2 separate regions of the Sus scrofa genome follow, and region 2 is linked to region 1. The links are chromatin contacts, called in public HiChIP or PLAC-seq maps. All regions are on one chromosome and are shown on one strand. Each heading gives the region's core, a stretch centred on a gene start, on an enhancer-like site or on the middle of the called end of the contact. The rest is flanking DNA. Distances are from core to core; before and after follow the strand shown. Region 1 holds the start of UNK (RING finger protein unkempt homolog). Region 2 holds the start of KCTD2 (BTB/POZ domain-containing protein KCTD2).

Evidence for each region. HiChIP or PLAC-seq counts read pairs in DNA pulled down with a chosen protein or histone mark.
Region 2: a contact with region 1 is called in an H3K27ac HiChIP or PLAC-seq map of alveolar macrophages. The contact joins the promoter of KCTD2 here to the promoter of UNK in region 1. A contact is called at or near these places in 1 of 47 Hi-C or Micro-C datasets (liver) and 1 of 2 datasets of contacts at active chromatin or transcription factors (alveolar macrophages).

Annotation. Positions count from the first base shown.
Region 1 is chr12:5,626,956-5,629,527 of Sscrofa11.1, reverse strand. UNK (RING finger protein unkempt homolog) reads left to right here and starts at 1,279. Exons shown (of 15, transcript XM_021066619.1): 1 at 1,279-1,483. The coding sequence starts at 1,380.
Region 2 is chr12:6,240,062-6,242,633 of Sscrofa11.1, reverse strand. It overlaps KCTD2 (BTB/POZ domain-containing protein KCTD2), which reads left to right and starts at 1,271. Exons shown (of 6, transcript XM_021066666.1): 1 at 1,271-1,680. The coding sequence starts at 1,342. It also overlaps a transcript of ATP5H not described here.

The DNA of each region.
Region 1 (2,572 bases), core at 30-2,529:
GGAATAACAGATAAGCCAATTATCTGCATTTAATAGGATTAAAGCAATACACCTCAACTTGTTTCTCCTTTTGGAATTTTTCATCTTCAAACGCCCCTAGTGGTGAAACAATTGATTTGGCCTGTTTAAGAAATACTCGTTTCTCAGCTTTGTAGGCTGACAATTTGGCTTCTGATGTGGTTACTTGGAACTAAATAAAATAGGCATGTGTCAGTCCTGCATATTAACACTTTTACATTCACCCCTTCCTGCTTTGCCCCTAAGGTTACTGGGAATGTGTTTCTTTTACGAGATTAGCATGAGTTAATGTTACTTAATAAGATACAAATCAGTCTTTAAAACAATGTCTTTAAATAGATTAAATAAGGAAAACAAAGTTAAGATGGTAAGTTTCAAGTATCTATGAAGAACTTCATCTGACTGGAGGGAAGCGGGGAGGAGACATTTTCCCAAGTAGAAAGGCTGGCATTCAGAGCAGGAAACTAGGGTAAATTATAATAAATCGCACTCCTGACTCAAACCCAGGCCCTTCCTCTGGACACTGTGATGCTTCTCGAAGCCCCCTGCAACTTGCCAGTGCACCTGAGACTATGCTAGATGGAGATTAAGTTCGTCCTTGGCCCTTAACGTACTGGAAACAAATTGGTCAGGCCAAGTGTCGAGCTGAGAAAGGACTGAAACCGTGGAGTTCCAGGTTTCAGAGCTCGTAAAGGTGTATGGAGCGCCTGAGCAAAGGCGCAGGAACAGAGTACTGGGTTGTGTAGCTCTTCGTTAGCAGAGCTTTCTCACGCTGACTTCCAGCAGGCCGACTTTCCCTTATGATTTTCAGCTTGTTCCCGCTGAACGAGCGAGGATGTTGGCAGAGTCCAGGTGCCTGAAGCTCAAAGGCCCATTGCTCAGGGCGGCATCAGAACCGAGCCCAAGCTTTGCTAAGTATGGAGGCGAGATAATTATTACACTGTTGGCCGTGGAATTACACTTGGAACTGTTTCACTGCAGTCGTTAAGCCCTCCCTAGCTCTGGGCCTCTTCTACTCCAGGTGCTCCAGTTTCAGGCAAAGGTTCCCCCACGAACGGGGAAACCGGCTGTTAAGGAGAGACAGGGCGAGACTGCAATCCCCAGAAACCGTCTCGGGCCCTCAGCATCCGGGATACCGTCTGCAAGGCTCTCTGGGTATTGTGGTCCGTTCCTTTGGCAGCAACCCTCGGCGGACGGTAAAATTCCAGCCTGACCCAGGACTACAACTCCCAGCAACCCTCGCTGCCGTGCGGGGGGTCTTCACGTTCTCGTGGCGCGGCGCAGGCGCACTAGTGCCTCGGCGCGGACCGCGCAGACTGAATAATAAAAGGGGAGCGGCGAAGAGGCAGGAAGACAGGACCATGTCGAAGGGCCCCGGGCCCGGCGGCTCCGCAGCTTCCTCGGCGCCCCCGGCCGCTACCGCTCAGGTGCTGCAGGCACAGCCCGAGAAACCGCAGCACTACACGTACGTAGAGCCCCCCCCCCCGCCGCGCGCGCACGCCTGACGTCAGCGGCCAGCGTGAGTCACGCGCGCAGGGAGAGCGCGAGGCGGCCTCTCCCTCCCCCCTTTCCTCCGTCCCGGCCCAGACCGGTTCCAACCTGCTAGGGCCGGTCCCAACTGCCTCCAACTGCCACCAACCTTTGGTCGGGCTGTGGGGCGGGAAACCCAGTCCCGCCGCAAGTGGGGAAGGAGGGAGCTCGCGGCGCAGAGTGCACACATCTCAGGCCTGGCCTTCGAGGCCTAACTGGTTCTCAGGCCATAAAACCACAGTCCCAGGCACTCTCGGGGGGGATAAGAAGTCCAAGACGCGACCAGGATGCGTTCCTAAGGGGCCAGCCCTAGAACGGCCTATGAATGACCACTAGCGTGAAGTTCTGTTAGGCGACCTGTGTTCTGTGCACAGGAGGCCTTGTGCGTCCCTAAGGCCCAAGTGTTGTCCACTTTGGCTGGAATTTACTTAAAAACATTTGACCCAGGCCAAGTCAGGGATCCCGAAGGTGATGGGGTCCGAATATGTTCTCAGGCCCAACCCAGCTGTGGCCTCAGAGGGACCCCCAAATGCTGACACTGCAAGAGTCCAGTAAGATGGAAAACCTCTTCCTGGGAATCTGCTTGTGTCTAAATGTAGGTCCCTTTCGTCTTTTTATTTCCTTTCAGGGCACTTCAAGCAACTCCCTAGTGCTAGGTACTTGATGAGAAAGAAAGGTGAAGAAGGCAGACCCTCCCTTTAAGCAGAATGTTGGGTTTCCATTTTCCCTGATGCTCTTTGCCTCGCATCTCCTTGGGCTGCCAAAATGTGTGCATGTTTGGAAGGATCCCCAAGTGTACCTCAATCTGGCCGGAGATTTGGAATGTGGGAGTTGAACAACCGTTAAGGGGCACACAGTAATGCTGTCTGGTGACCCAGAGCAAGAAGCGTGTGTTGGAATAGAAAGAACTAGAAGTCCACAGGGGAGCTCTCGTTCGTCACTCACAGAAGTCAGACTCTGTGAGTGGGAAACTCTTCTGGAATAAGGCAAAGAGGGTTTAAGGAAGTGTATTGGTTTCCTTGCG
Region 2 (2,572 bases), core at 22-2,521, 610 kb before region 1:
TGCCAGGGATTGAACCCGCATTCTCACGGAGAGGGCAGGCTATTAACCTGCTGAGGCACAAAGGGAACTCCGGCTCTACAATCTTATACAAACTTAAGGGGCTCTCTACCCGCTATTCATGTCTTATCATCCCCTGCAGCATTAGCACATACCCTGAGTATACTAGCAATACCCTTAAAAGAGGTATACAATACACGTGTGAATATGAGAGAAGATGGAAATGCATCACTGCCATTTCTTTTTTAAACAAAGACAGAATATGAGAAAATAGACATTAGGAAACAGATTGAAATATCAAAGGTCTTTACAAGCTATAGAGGGAGTCGCAAAGGAGATGGAAGAAATCTTCCCCAGGATCTTAAAAAAAAAAAAAAACCATTCGTCCAATACCTGCTGCTTCCTTTTGCTCTCAGGATAGCTAATGTTACCCAGAGGGGAGGGGAGGGACAGCTGACTTTTAAATACGCCAAACAAGTGCCCTCACAGAGACTATTCCAAGCACCAGCAGAAAGTAGGCTTCATAAATAAAGGGACTGTTGTCTTTTATTTACTACGGAATCCCCAGCGCCTAGAACAGATATTGCACACAGGAGGTGCTCAGTGAATATCTGTTGAACGGATAAACGAACCCTGCACTTGAGAGGCTCTGAAAGCTTCACACCCTCGAATGCTGGAACCCTAGTGTCACCCAGCAAGCTAAAACTATCTCCGAGAAACGTTTCCTCACCCTCCAAACCAGACTACTGAAGTCGGTCGCGCTGGGGCGGGCTAGACGAGACAAGGTTAGTAGAGGCGCCTAAGTCAAAGGCAGCAGGTCACAGAATGGTCCCTGCGACCTAGCGCTCGGGGGGAAGGGAGAGAAGGGGAGCGTGGAACAGCTGGGACACTGCCAGAGGGGAAACCGCAGGGCCCGGTGTCCTCGGCAAGGGTGCAACAAGGATCAGGCCCAGGTTTGGAGTCAGCAGGGCAGAAGAACCTGCAAGGGTCGCGACCAAGGGCCCCAAACCCCACTCACCTTCACCGACTCCGGAGGCCCTCAGTCCAAGGCAGCAAGGAACGGAAGTGGATCACCGGAAGGCCTCACCTCAGCCAATCCCAAAGCTAAAGGGACGGGCCTTGTTTCCCAAGACAGCCAATAGAGATGACGGCTACTTCCGGAAATCCCGCCCCCGGAGGCGGCCGCAGCGCCTCCACAGCACGGGTCCCCGGGCGCTGGTTGGGGGCGCTCCAGTCCCTCTCCCCCGGCCCCACCCCCGCCGATGGGCCGGCCCGGCTCTCCCTGCCGAGAGATGGGCCGGCCCGGCGGCGGGCGGGCAGCGGCGGCGGCGGCGGCGGCCCAAGATGGCGGAGCTGCAGCTGGACCCGGCGATGGCCGGGCTGGGAGGGGGTGGCGGGAGCGGGCTGGGAGATGGGGGTGGCCCGGGCCGCGGGCCCCCCAGCCCTCGCCCCGCTGGCTCCACACCCCGCGGACACGGCCGCCCGCCCACCGCCGCCGCGCAGCCACTGGAGCCGGGTCCCGGACCGCCCGAGCGGGCAGGGGGCGGCGGCGCGGCCCGCTGGGTCCGGCTGAACGTGGGCGGCACCTACTTCGTGACCACCAGGCAGACCCTAGGCCGGGAGCCCAAGTCCTTTCTCTGCCGCCTCTGCTGCCAGGAGGACCCGGAGCTGGACTCAGACAAGGTGCGCCCCGCCCTCGGGCGCGCCCCCGGCCTTCGAACCCCTTCGTTCCTCCTAGGCTGGTCCCCAGATTGCTGCGCCACTCTTCTCACTGGCGGGTTCCTCGGGCCGGGACACCCTTCCCACCTCTTTCCCCGTCAAGCTAACGCCAGGGGCTCTTCTCCATCCTCAGGCGCAGGCAGCCTTTCTCTCCTACCCCGCCCTTCGTTCTCAGCGCCTCCTACCCCACACTGTGCCCACTCTCACCCACGAGAATCCACTCCACACCCCTCCTCCGAATTCCTCTTTGCACCTCATCCCAGCCCCTCAGGTGTGCGTGAGTTTTTCCCTGGCTCCTCTTCAGCCCCTCACCGCCTGTGGCAGATGCATCCAGAACTGGGTCAGGATGAGCTAAGGCATCTTTGTAGCTTTCTCAGACTTCCTCTCGGACCCCTGTGCCAAGTTGGGTGAAGCCTGGGTCTGACGATGACAGCTGCAGGAAGTGCTTCTCGTGATATTACACATCTTTTCTGTGATCCTGGTCCCTGAGCTCGTATCTGGTAACTGTCACTGTTTCAGATCCATATTTGAGATCATATACATTCCTTGGAAAGAGGTTACCATTTGCCAGTGCAAATCTAAGCTGACCGGCTAAGACTAGTGAAAATGAAACCCAAAGAGTGCCATTGGGCAAAAGATGCGTGGCTGCTAACCAAAGAGTTGAGAGTGACAAGACACTTAACCCATTTTCAGTTTCAGCCGTTTGAATTTCTTTTTAACTTTATACGTTCATCTTTTAATTTCCAATTTATGGGCATTGACCATTACTTCACTGCCTTATAGCCCAGGTAGCACTCAGGTGTTCCTTTGCAACAAAGCTGGGGTTGGATAAACATTGGTCGATTTCATTTATTCA